Linked DNA regions of Ovis aries: region 1 is linked to region 2. A link is a contact called in public Hi-C data. All regions are on one chromosome and are shown on one strand. Each heading gives the region's core, a stretch centred on a gene start, on an enhancer-like site or on the middle of the called end of the contact. The rest is flanking DNA. Distances are from core to core; before and after follow the strand shown.

Region 1 (6,731 bases), core at 3,822-6,321, 44 kb before region 2:
ATTTACACACAAGAAACAGCAGCAAACATACAGGCATGCAGAAGAAGCAATGTGCTCTTAAACCTCCACCCCCTCCCTAATCCAAGTCCTCCTCCCTAAACACAACAGAACATGAACCACCCTCACACCTGTAGCTTGGTTACTGCCAACAAACAGCCGAAAGGGAGAACCAGGAATTCTGGCCACAGATAACATGTGAGGGCCACCCCCACCCCTGGCAGCAGCTGGTTATCCAACAGGCAGACCTGCCTAGCAGAACACCTCAAGGAGAGGTTTATTGAAACCATATGAGTATTTTTTAAAAACCTAAGTAATCTCTGTAAGAAAAATCAGAGTTATGTTGAATTCATTACACTTATTTTACAGGATAGTGTTGAAAGTTATGGGGGACAAGAGAGAACTCTCTTCCAGCGATTCCAGCCCTGCCTGCAGGGGTAGATGGAGCTTCTTGGAGGGACACACTCCACTCTCAGCCCCTGGTTACAGTTACACAGGAGAGGAGAATCCTGATGTTGCCAAGGGAGGCAAAGGCAGGTGCCTTGCCCCAAAGTACCCAAAGTATCATCATACCTTGGCTGAAAAAGAGGTTATAAACTCAGGGCCTGCAGGCTCGATTTAGTCAAAGGATGCAGAAATGCATTTTGCTTGTTTTTTTACAAAGCTTTAAGATTTGAGATTTTTCACATTAAAATCCATTTTCTGATTTTTCTTTTTCTCTTTAACGATGGCATGTCAGTGCTGAACTTCAAGTGCTGCTTGGCAAAAATTATCTGAGCTGAGTGTGAGAGACACTCTCAGTCAGAGATGTCACCATTCCCTCTCACGTGGCCAGCGTCATGCATTTGCAAAAATTGCCTGGGCCCTACTGGAAAGTACGGGAAGGAGTTTAGGACCCTTTCAAACTTTGAGTCCCATTAAACTGCAGGATTTATAGCTAAAGAAACCTCTGAAGGCTTTGACAGTCTTATTTTCAGGTCACTGTGAAAGTTCTGACAGCTGTTTTTCAATGGAGAATGCTCCAGAGCACGGGAGCCCCAGGTTCTGAGAGGGATGGACAGAAATGGTTGCTAACCACCACAGGAGGAAAGAAGACTGGGATTCGAGGCAGGATATAAATTCAGAATTTCACAGCGGGGCATCCATCAGCAGCCTGCCTGTCTTGCTGGCCTCCGGGGCTCTTGTCATAGCTCTTCCCTCTTCCAGCCTAGCCGCAGGGAGCCATGGACAGCCTTCTTCAGGAGCTTGGTTTGCTGGAGCTAAAACAAGTTTTGGCCACTGACACAGGACACCCGACCCATGCTGTTAAGAAAAGTCAAATATGCTGGACCACCTGGTTGAACGTATAGAAAAATCTCTACGCTGCCAGGCCACTGGACACTTCAGGCAGGAGGTTCAGTCCACACTGTGCATGCCCCACCCAGGAAGAGCACATGAAGTGCCTGCAGCCCGTCCCCAGGCCTTAATGGTGTTCCTTTTCCCATGGGGGTGGCTCCTGCTGGCAGTGAAGCAAGCAAGCTTCACTGGGCATCCTGTCCATGATGCTTGCTTCTCCAGGGCTGCTCGTGAGCCACTTCAAGGCTAACTTATTCTTTTGCCTTTTATATTAAAAAAAAGAAGAAGAAGAAAGAAAAGAAAAGAAAGGAATTCCCTGACAGTCCAGTGATTAGGACTTCACTGCTGGGGCCCAGGTCCAATTGGAGAGGTGCTGCTGCCGCTGCTAAGTCGCATCAGTCGTGTCCGACTCTGTGCGACCCCATAGACGGCAGCCCACCAGGCTCCTCCGTCCCTGGGATTCTCTAGGCAAGAACACTGGAGTAGGTCGCCAGTGCCTTCTCCATTGGAGAGGTGGGGACAGAACTAAGATCCCACAAGCTGCCTGCCACAGCCAAAAAAAAGGCTTTAACATGACTTTAAGAGGTTTTAACATCTTTAAAATGGTCAAGATTAGCTAAGATGCTTCACAGTGAGGTAGGGACGACTCTTAAGTGTATAAAGTTCTTTCTAAACCAAGTCAGTTTTGCTGTCTTCTGCTCCATCTGTTGCTGTTTTCTGACTTCCCCAGTATGTTCTCTGTCACCCAAACTGTAATGTTTGCCGATTTAAACCCTTTAGAGCATATGACAGAGAGAAAACCTTTTGGATCACATTACCCACAACTGTCTCCCTGGTTGCAGGAAAACAAAAGGTACCTCCTTGGGAATCCCCACTAGAGGGACAGGTCATCAAAGCTCAGCACCTCCCAAAAGTTCCAAGTTCAGTTCAGTTGCTCAGTCATGTCCGACTCTTTGCAACCCCATGGACTGCAGCACTCCAGGCCTCCCTGTCCATCACCAACTCCCAGAGTTTACTCAAACTCTTGTCCATTGGGTCTGTGATGCCATCCAATCATCTCATCCTCTGCCATCCCCTTCTCCTGCCTTCAATCTTTCCCAGCATCATGGTCTTTTCAAAAGTTCCAAGGTGCCATGACAAATCACTGACTACCTAGGCCTGAATCTTACCACTAGGTGTCACACTAAACAATCAGAAATAAAGACCCCCCCAGTTGCCCAAGGCTACAGCAGCAGCAGCTGCAGAAAACCATCACAGGAGGTGCAAAGAAACATATTCCTGAAAGACTCTGGACTTATGCATAGTTTTTTTCAATGGTTATTTTCAAACCTGTAGCTGACAATTGTCTTCTAAGGTACCTTTGTAAGCGGGGCAGTCAGAGTTTGCTATTTCTGTACCTTTTAAATGTATTTTTTATATATGAAAATCCCCAGACGGGAGAACATCTACTCTCTATTTTACCTAACAATTGGAGTAGAAAATACTTTGCATATCTTTCAGATTATAGTGTATTCAGTCTCATTTTCACAAGGTGTTTTCAAAAGTGTTAATATCATGACTGGTTTTGGCTAAACAGGTTGGGATAGAAATTTGATAAACTGCCATGGAATGTCGAGGTAAATTTATCTGCATCTGTTTCTTTTTAGGAAAGTGGGAACAATAGTTCCTTACTTACAAGATTAGTTCTGAGAACTAACAATGTATAGCAGAAAGTGCTGGAGCCCTTCAAAAATTTATACCATGATATTTCTAAGAGCCGTGGTCACCCTTAAGCAAAGATACACGAGCATTCGTGATCAAGTAATGTAGTTTTTAATCTGGAGAAAAATCTAAACAGCATTAAACCCAATCTTATTATAAAAGCAGGTATCCCATAGCAAAGTCAGCTAATCTCTCCAACTAACATGCAGGTAACTAGAGGTAAAGCTGGGAACTGAGGTCTCCTAGAGCCTCCATTGCACCTCTCCTAATACTTATGTATTTGTGTATCACAGGCCTGCAGAGGACTCTATCCCTGAGAAGTTTTCATTTTAATATATGACCATTACTACCCCGACAGTTTTACTTTTTGATTTTACTTTTTTCTCCCCCTCATATTTTGTCTCTCACTCCCATTGACCCAGATTCCCTACATTCAGATACTGGGGGTAGGGGAATGGAAAGGGGAGATGAGCAACGGAGAAGGCTTGGTTAGTACATGGTCAGTTAAGCTGAAGATGATTGCAATAATCACCAGAAATCTCTGCAAAACTACAGAGGCTTCCTGGGACCTATTCTGAAGAACTCTGACCCAAGTTTCTTTATTTTGCTTGGACCAATTCTAGAAATAGATGAATGCATACCTCTCATTGACTAGGAGGTGGGGGGGGCGCAGAGAGCCTAGGTTCTATTTCTGCAGGTGAGAGGAGGGTGGTGAGCCTGGAGTGGCTACCCATATGGCAAGCATGGGTCCCATGCATGTCTCTCCCAGGCAGGAGAGCAAGGAGCCAGCAGAGGCAGGATGAAGGGCACCATGGGCTGCCTTGAGCCTCCTGCACTATGCCTGGCAGCTAATTTCTTAGCCATCCATAAGGCCTCATCTTGGATAAGGCACTACTCTACCCATTCTTCAGCCACCTTCCCCAAATGCTTCTGCAAAGTCACCCAGCAGAGGACCCAGAAGTATGCTCAGGGTCTGTTCCCTGCAGCAGCACAGTGCAGAGCAGGGAACCCGACCTCCATAATTATTTCCTTACTTCAAGGGATTTACAGCCTCTGCTACAAAGACTCATACCTTGCTTTCCTTGAAAAATACCATGGTTGTTTTCACCGTTTTCCTGCATACAGGGCAGAGTGCTTGCCTCTCCTCCAGTCAACAGGATTGATAATCCCAAGGAAATGATTTGACGGTTCCCCAGTGGCAACCCACTCCAGTGTTCTTGCCTGGAGAATCCCAGGGATGGGGCAGCCTGGTGTGCTGTTGTCTCGGGGTCACACTGAGTCGGACACAACTGAAGCGACTTAGCAGCAGCAGTAGCAGCAATCATTTAGGCTTTTAATGCCAAAAGCTTTAGAAACTTCTACCCGGGGGTCGGGCGGTGGGGGTGGGAGTGGAGAGTGGGCTGGGGCTGGCTATTCAGCCGGTGCCTACAATGCTAAGAGCCTGGTACTGGCAGGAAGGCAGAGGCAGCCACCTTCCACCGACCAGTGCGTCCTCCCCGCAGAGAGCTTTGGGGAAGTGAATCCCTACACCCGGCCAACATTTCCACTCGCGTTTTCAAAAGATTTAAAAAAAAACCGGAAAAGACCTGCAGGTCGGTAAACCCCAGTGAAGAACCAGCCTGCAGGCCTGCGTCTTTGGGATCTCAGCAGCTGACGACCCTAAATCAAATCGATCAAATCGGGAAAACCCAGGGAAAGAGAGCTTCTTGCAGAGGGCCAGGATTACTGCGTGCAGGTTGCAGGGAAGTACCCGGGGAGGGGGCCCGGTCAGGAGGACTTTCCAGCCACTCAGCGTTCATCAAAAAGTTCCCTGTACATGACCCCAGTGGCTCATCACAGGGAGTTTCTCTGATGAACTCGGGCGCGGGGTTTAGGCTTCTTTTTCCCCCTAGCAGAGGACGAGGCCAGTTCTCTTTTCTGGTCTGACTGGCTTGGAAATTCCCCGCGCCTGACCCCGCCCCGGAGAAATCCCCTGCCAGCGCTTATAGGGCGCCGCGGCGGCGCTGCCGAGCCCACAACAGTCCTAGCCCGTCGTCCCGCTCGCCCGCGACTCCGAGAGCAGCCAGAGCGCAGCGCAGCCCGCGGCCCGTGCACTGGGGAGCAGCGCCCGAGCCTTCACCGCGCCATGTTCCAGCCTGCCGAGCCCGGCCAAGATTGGGCCATGGAGGGCCCCCGGGACGCGCTCAAGAAGGAGAGGCTGCTGGACGACCGCCACGACAGCGGCCTGGACTCCATGAAGGACGAGGAGTATGAGCAGATGGTGAAGGAGCTGCGAGAGATCCGCCTCGAGCCGCAGGAGGCGCCGCGCGGCGCCGAGCCCTGGAAACAGCAGCTCACCGAGGACGGAGACTCGTAAGTGTCGCGGGCCCGGGTGGCAGGGCCGGGTGGAGGCGCTGGGCCTGCAGCCCCAGGCGCGGGGCCCGCGCAGCGGCCGCGCACCGGGGTTCGTGCACCGACCCCGAGGCTGTGCAAAGGTGCACGGCTGCCTGCGGGGCCGGGGGCCGGGGCGGGGGGGGCGGGTCGGGGGTCGGCGCTGGTTTCCGGGGCCGTGGTCCCGCGGCCCTGCGTTGCAGCCGCGCGCACCCCCCGCACGCACACCCCCGTGCGGGTCCCCTCGGCCGGAGGCGGGGCGGCGGCGGGGACGCGAAGTCCCCGCTTGCATAAGGGGGGGGCGGGAGTTTCTGCCCCGCTGGCGGGCGCCGCGCGGCCGGGAGGGGAAGTACAGGGCGTTCCGGCCGGGCGAGAGGGCGGGGCGGTCTGGCCGGCGCCCGCCGCCGAGCGCGGGGGGGGCGGGGGGCCGGAAAGTCCCTGGGCGCCTGCCAGGAACACTCAGCTCATAATAACCTCGCGGAAAACACCGCGGCCTCGGCCTCCAGAAACCCCGGCCTTGCGCAATCCCCCGCGGGCCGCGCCTCCCCGGGCCCCACGCAGTGCACTCACCAGCCCTGGGGGTTTTCCCTCTCTTCCCCTCAGGTTCCTGCACTTGGCCATCATCCATGAAGAGAAGGCCCTCACCATGGAAGTGGTCCGCCAAGTGAAGGGAGACCTGGCCTTCCTCAACTTCCAGAACAACCTGCAGCAGGTACTGCTCTCCCGCCGCGTACCTCTCTCTCCCGCTCTGACCCCGAGATAAAACCGGGTCTTGCACATGATTTCTAGATTAACAAAGGTTTGGGCATTATCTGCCCTGATTTTTTACACCTGTGTCAGCCAGTATTCTAGAACACAAAATTCCATTGATTTGGGAAGGCCTTTATGAAGCCCATCTGGGGCCTCTGGTATTTTGCTTTGCCCCTGGTATGCGCCTGGGAAAAGCAGCACCCACAACCAAGATATCTCTGGGGTTCAAGGGAACACAGATGGTGGGTTGGATCCATGGCTTATCCTTTCTGTCCCTCTTCTGTTTGTAGACGCCACTCCACTTGGCTGTGATCACTAACCAGCCAGAAATTGCTGAGGCACTTCTGGAAGCTGGCTGTGATCCTGAGCTCCGAGACTTTCGAGGAAATACCCCCCTACACCTTGCCTGTGAGCAGGGCTGCCTGGCCAGTGTGGGAGTCCTGACTCAGCCCCGGGGAACCCAGCAGCTCCACTCCATTCTGCAGGCCACCAACTACAATGGTATGTCTGGCTGTCCTGCCCATCAGAGGGCAGGTGAGGTGGACACGGGGGAGGCAGGCTGACTTAAGGAGGCCAAG
Region 2 (6,952 bases), core at 890-3,389:
GCTCTCCAGCAGCCTGTGTTAGGAAGGCACCTTCACCCATGGGCACCCTCTCCAGTTACCTGACATCACATCTGATACACAGGCTTCCAGGACAGTACTGGCTCCAGGACACATGTGCTGGGGTCACTGCAGAGCCGGGGGTGAAGGAGAAGGGACGGCAAGTCGGGAGCCCAGAGGACTGGAAGGCCCTGAAGTCACGGGGATGGTTGGTTTCCCTGTGGGGAAGCAGAGCAAGAGATGCAAGGTCATGAACCAGGAGAGGAAACAGGACGTTAGGAACAAACCGCAAAAGATTGAAAATACCCTTGGTTTCCATCAGTGTGGGAAAGGCTAAGCTCAGGGGAATATCCAAACAAGGGAAAGCTGAGCAGAAGGATGAGAGCGTGTATTATGGATGGATGTGAAATGATATTCAAGATAGAGTATAAAGTGAAAAAAGCAAGATGCAGGTGGTACATAAAATAAGCTACCACTTGCGGGTTTATTTATATTATTTGTGTGACCATGCATAAAATGTCTCCGGAAGGCGTCACAGAAAATCATTTTAGGAATTTTGTGATGGTGATGGGGTTCAGGGAAGGCCACTCCAAAACATGACACTATGGTATATTGATTATTTTGAATTAAAGTTACTTAAGAAGTAGCCAGTGCAAGGACAGCTACTCTGACCTTCCTTTGTGCCTCTGAGAGCAAGAAAAAAAAAAAAAATCCCCCATTCTGGAGATTGTGTGCCTACTTTAGTCGCTTTTTTGGGTCTCATATCTTTGGGACCCTCAGAAATATAAAATTGAATTAAATCTGTTTTTCTCCTGTTAATCCCTCTTTCATGAAAGGGGTGTCTTAGACAAAAACCTCAAAGAGTAGAGGAAAAAATTATTTTCCTTCCTGACAATGGGTACAGAGTCTCAGACGGGCAGGATGAAAAAGTTCTGAAGAATGATGGTGGTGATAACGTGAATGCACTTAATTCCACACAGTTATATGCTAAAAAAACAATTAAAATGGAAAAATTTTATATTACTTTTAACTACATTTTTTAAAAACTGAAACATTTCATGAGCTGCCTGTGGGGAGAACTGGGTGTTCAAGAAAGAAAGGAAGGGAGACTTCACTGCACTTCCTTTTGTAACCATGGAAATCTTTCCAGAAAAATAAGGAAGGAAGGGACTTCCTTTGGCAGGCAGTGGTTTACAGACTCTGCGCTTCCTCCGCAGGGTACACGGGTTCCATCTCAGGTCAGGGAACTAGATCCTACAACCACACAACTAAGAGTTCCAATGCCACAGTTAAAGATCCTGCAGGCCTAACTGAGATCCACTGTAGCCAAATAGATAAAAATAAATATTTTTTAAAAAGAGGCAGAAGAGGAAGCAAACTGATAGGGCCCAAGACAAGGTAAGCCTTGCAGGATGGCTGGCTGAGAGGCAGTAGAGGGTGGCGAACACTTCACTGACAAAGGATCTATTTACAAAAATTGTAAAGGGCGAAGACGGTTGGATGGCATCACTGACTCAATGGACATGAGTTTGAGCAGAGTTGGGGAGATGGTGGAGGACAGGGAAGTCTGGAATGCTGCAGTTCAAGGGGGTCTCAAAGAGTCAGCCACGACTGAGCGACTGAACAACAAAACCGGAACCAAGAGCAGTGAGGCGTGAGAGGGTAGGGGGTTGGGTGAGGGGGTACAGCACTGGGCTCAGTAGCAGTGAAGCTCCGTGCTCGGACTACTTACTGGAATCAAGGAGAGAATCAGTGCAAGGGGCTACCTGACAGAGGCTGCGACCTTCCTTCCAGGGTCACAGCCAGCCTGGGTGACCTGGCAGGGAGGGCGTCGGGGGAATTAACACAGACCTTCCTCTCTTCCCTCCCTTTGATCTCTCCTGGCCGCTCCACTGCCCAGCGCGGAAAGGCAGCCTGTGGGCAAGGGCGCTGGGCGGAGCAGGATTGGACGCAAGGGTCACCCTCCTCCTGACACAGGAAAAGGGTGGGGATAGCATCTAGAGGGACAGCGGGACAACCTTGGAGGCAGCCTGCCAGCCGAGGAGCCGGCCTGCCTGGGCGTGTAGCCTGGTTCGGCCATTCACCCCTAGGCCTCCCGGGTTAATGACTGTAGGGATCCTAGACGCCGCTGCCAGACGTACATTTGTTAATGTTGACGCAAAGTGCTTAGAACAGTGCCGGGCGCGGGGTACACACTGTACACGCGAACTGTGACAGCCTGCGGAGTGGAACCTCGAGCTCCCCGCGGCTCCGACCCAGGCAGGATGCGGTGGGCGGGGCGTCCTGGGAGGCAGGAGGCGGAGCCAGCCCCGAGGGTCCAGGGGAGGCTGCACCTGCGTTGTAGCAGGACTGCAGGTCCACTGAGCGCCTCCACGTGTCAGCCCTGAGCTGCGCCTGCAGTGTCCACTGTCACGAGACCCTCACCGCACGTGCCAGCTGGGTGTCAGCTGGGTGCCAGCTGGGTGCCGGCTGGGTGCAGCCGGGTGGAATCCTTGCTCCTTACAAAAGGGGGGAAACTAAAGCTTGTGTGGGGAAGCCCCGGTCCAAGCGGCTGCCGCCGCTAATGAAAACTTTACTCCCAGCTGGGCTCTCACTGCTCCACCCCTCCCAGTTGCTAAGTGTTCCCGCAGCAACTCAGCACTGAAAGAGTTACAGATTGTAATATCAGAATTTAGAATAGCCATTATGTGCAAAATTTTCCTAAGCTGACGGGGCACTTATACAAAGGGTAAATTCTCATTCAAAAATTGTGGTCAATTGAAAGAGTAGATTAAAAGTCTCCAAAATATCAAATTTATTAACTTCAAAACACAACTTTAAAGAAGATTGCAGGCAATTTTATGAAAAATTAAAAGTGATAAACCGATATTGAAAGTAATGCACTTTTTTTTTTTCCTCAGAAAAATACCAGGGGCGTGGTACTTAAGAGATAGCAAGAATAGTATTTTTCTTTTGTTATTTTAAAATACTGGACTAATTGATATAAATAAGTTTGTTATTTGCTTGAATGTACCTTATCTTTTTAAAGAACCTTATTTTGAAAAAGTTTTAAAATAAATTATTTTATAAACCCAATATAATAAACACAACTTCTCAGTCAATAAATACTTAAATTTTTTAAAAATCCGAGGCCACTTCACATATCAGTGGACGTGTGGATCCCTTCTTGCTCTCTGTCCCTACTCCTTCACAAAACGAAAGATGATTTTCATCCCTATAAATCACTGTTCATGGTAAATATAAATGAACAAATAAGTGGATGGACGATTAGTGTATCTGAAGGACAGACAGAACTGGCTGGAGTGGTGATGAGGCTGGGAAGGCAGTTTGGGCAGCGTGGGAAAGGCTGAAGAGAGGATTGTACCCAAGAGGCAGTACTGTACGCTTTGGGGTTTGGAGTTTGGGACAGAAAAATGTTGACACCAGACTGTAAGGAAGATCTATCTCACCAAGGGATGAGAGAGGTTATAGAAGGAGCCATGTCACGGTCGCCATTTGGGGGCTCAAGGTGACAGCATCTTTATTTCTATTTATTAATTTTTCGCCATGCCACATGGCTTGTGGGATATTATTTCCCCAATCAGGGATCGAACTCAGGTCTTGGACCCTCGGCAATGAAAGGGTGGAGTCCTAACTACTGGACCACCAGGGAATTCCTGACAACATTTTTAGAAGGGCCTGGAAAGGGAGGCAAGGAAGCCTGAGAAGTGTGAGAGGACTGGCAGGATCTGGTGGGTGCCTGTGTTCGGGGCCTGGGAGAGGGAGGGGTGGGGGCAAGCTAGCCCCTTGGCAGCACCAGGGAGGTCAGGATGTGGGGAGGAAGCCTTTTCTCTCTGCATTTCTGTTAAGCCCCCTGCTTCCTGAGGGAGGGGGAAGGGTTTGGATCATCCGCAGGTCATGACTCAGGTCTGAGGCTGTCACCCCAGCACCCAGAATGGAGGACCAAGGCCACAGCACTGTCACCTCCTCTGATCCTGGTGCTGTTTCCAGGGAGAGGCTCCACCCTGTCTTGAGTGGCTGGTGGGGAGCATCAGGGACTGTCCCATCTTACAGTCTCGGGACTTCTCCTACGCAGGTGGACCCTGGCCAGGACACCTGTCCAGACATGGTTTTGTGTCTCTCAGCATATTTCCAGGATACCCCGTGGAGAACTTCTCCACCACCTGCCACCGTCCTGCTGTGCTGGAACCTGAGGGATTGAGGAAAAACTGGGAATCATCCCGAGATGATTCTAGATCATCTCTCCCTTGCTCTCTGCAGTCCTGCCTCAGGCGTCAAAGTTCAAATAGAACTAGACATCAGGGAGAAGTAAAACAAACCATAGAGGAAGTGGCCAGCCTCCTGCTGGCGCACACAGAAGGCACGCCGGGAAAGAGGGTGAGGGCCACACCGGAAGCTTCTGATTCTGGTCTGCAAGGCCAGTGCTGGCCAGATGGGTCTTTATCAGCAAGAATGTAGACCAAGTGGTCAGCAGCCCCTTCCCACAACACATGGATGATCTATGATACATGTGAGCTTCAGGCTGCTCCTCAGGCCCAGGGGTCAAGCCCCTTGCCTAAGGCAGCCTCAGTGCTAATTTTCAAATGAACCTCCTGAGTGATCAAAGGATGAACACCTGTTCCTGGCAGAGAGAATGGGGCTAAACCATGGGCATTTCATTCATGCAACACATTTATGGAGCACCTGTTAACGCACCATGCATTGTGTAGGAGAGGGGTCGGGGAGGAGGGACAGAAATCCCAGTGAGCAGAAAAGAGAAGGTCTCTTATGGAATGCACGTTCTTGTGGTAGAAGATACATGATAAACGAATATCTGCTCAGTCACTTCAGTTGTGTCCGACTCTTTACAACCTATGGATTGTAGCCCACCAAGCTCCTCTGTCCATGGGATTCTCCAGTTATCTAAGATAACTTAAACAGTGGTGTGGAGAATGAGAGAAATGAAAAGTGTGCAGGGAGTACTTAGAAATGATGGTCAAGGAATGAACGTTTGAAGGAGATAAAGATGGCACTGGCGGCTCAGTGGCCAAGAATCTGCCTGCCAATGCAGGAGACACAGGTTCAATCCCTGGGTCAGGAAGATCTCCTGGAGAAGGAAATGGCAACCTACTCCAGTGTGCTTGCCTGGGAAATCCTGTCATGGACAGAGGAGCCTGGTGGGCTACAGTCCATGAGGTCACAAAAGAGTCGGGCATGACTGAGGCACTAAACAGCAACAACACCATATCGTGCACTGTGAGAACTACCTAGATTTCTAGCAGTAAATTCCTCAATGAACCCTTGCAGGAAAGACCATTGTGTTAAGGGTTTATGATACACATGGGGTCAAGAGTGCCAGAAGCTCTGACCTTCCAATGGGCCTTTACTTTCAGGCTGGATGGCTGGGGAGGAGAGAGGAAATAGTGGTGGGTCCTCCTACCTCAGGGGGTTTGAAGATTCTGCCTGCATGGACTGTGGTACTCTGGCTGCCGGAGGGGAGACCCTAGCCAGAACCCAGATGGACCCCGTGATGGTCCCCAGTGGCCCCCAACAGTGGGAAGGTTTTGCTCCTGTTCCTTTCTGCATAAGCACTGAAGTCATGAGCTATGGGCCAGTGTTTCTCTAAGTAGGGCACGGTCCTTGGGGAACACTTGAGGAGATGGTGTATGCTGGGGGCCTCCAGGAGTTTGGTGTCATTGCTGGGGAATGACAGTATAACTGAAAGTGGGGTTTGGCTGCTTGCTGCTCAAAAACCAATGAAGAGGCAAAGTTGGTGGAAAGGAAAGTTTGCTTTATTTTGGATGCTGGCAACTGGGGGGAGGGCGGACGCTTGTCCAAAGGATGACTGAATCCCCCTGCACTGACAATCAGTGGGTTAGAGTTTTCACAGGCTGATGGAGGGGGCAACATGTAGAAACAGCACAGTCAGCTCTGGCAGTTATTTTGAGATTGGTCATTGGTGGTCTGATCAGCATCAAATACAGTTAGTCTTTAGTTCCAGGGTTGCTTTGTTCCCATTTCCTTGAGGCCAGTTCTGGGAATTGTGGCAGCTAATGTCCTGGCTACAGTCTGGTCATCATAGAGTTAACTTCCTCCACCTGGTGGGGCGCTCAGTCTATATAGGACAGCTCATAGGAAATGGCTCAGAATATTATCTGTAACCCTTGAGAAGGATCTAAAAGGTCCTTGACTTTGCTTAATGACTATAGTAGTATTTGATCTCCTTTGATAGTTTTCCTTTGTTTCTTCACCTCTCTGATTAAACTTATTGACTAAATTTTATCTGCTGACAAAAGGCAGGCTGAGGATTGGGAGGGTGGGCCCATAGGGTTCTGGCTCTGTTTAAACAGGTTGTTATTGGAGGCTTGGACTTCAGAGTAACCCCTGGCTCTGCGTGCCTTCCAGAGTTTCAGCGGAGTCTGGAATCATTCCAGGGTCAAGGGCAATGCACCTGCCAGTGCCTGTGCCGCTTTCCTTGGCCACAGAAGCCCAGGGCCAGCAGCAAGGAGGTGGGAGCCAGGGGTGGGGTGGGATGCGGTGGAGAACGGGGCCAGCGAAGGCCTTGGGACAGGCATGGGGCAGGGGAGGCCCTCGAAGTGCTGGGTGGCAGGTTCCTCAAAAGCAAAACCACTTGAAACACCTCATCTGGGAAGCCGAGGCCCCTGTGGCCAAGTCCCCCACAGCCCAGGACACTTCTGTTGTAGAAACCCTCGGCCAGTGAGGGTAGCCACTGGCCGGAGATGCCCAGAGAGGCGTCTCCCCACCTACACCCTGCACAGGGTCTGGGATGGCTGAGGGCAAGGGGATCAGGGGTTGATGGACGAGGGTGACACTCCAAGGCCTGCTCCGGGCTCAGGGACTCAGCCCCGAGCTCGGGCCTCCCCGACATGGCTCTGTTTCCCTCTTCTCTATCTGTTCTCAGCTCTTCCTCTCCCCACAGTGAAGGCAGGCTGGGAGGCTCGCCTATCCTGGGTGG

What was found. A called contact is a pair of places that touch in the nucleus more often than the background predicts.
Region 1: a contact with region 2 is called in a Hi-C map of liver, with 4 times the contacts expected there. The contact joins the promoter of NFKBIA here to the enhancer-like site in region 2. A contact is called at or near these places in 9 of 16 Hi-C or Micro-C datasets (blood, hypothalamus, liver and 3 more).

What each region holds. Positions count from the first base shown.
Region 1 is chr18:43,395,687-43,402,417 of ARS-UI_Ramb_v3.0, reverse strand. NFKBIA (NFKB inhibitor alpha) reads left to right here and starts at 5,071. Exons shown (of 6, transcript NM_001166184.1): 1 at 5,071-5,385; 2 at 6,007-6,115; 3 at 6,444-6,654. The coding sequence starts at 5,159.
Region 2 is chr18:43,348,973-43,355,924 of ARS-UI_Ramb_v3.0, reverse strand. LOC132658129 (a long non-coding RNA gene) reads left to right here. Exons shown (of 2, transcript XR_009597252.1): 2 at 1-3,090. Among named protein-coding and RNA genes, the nearest start is that of NFKBIA, 45 kb to the left of the region's middle. Within about 2 kb of position 2,139, at least 42 of the 54 cell types and tissues checked have an H3K27ac peak or open chromatin away from gene starts, as enhancers often do. A contact at or near this core is called in hypothalamus, liver, muscle and 1 more, where this site is marked.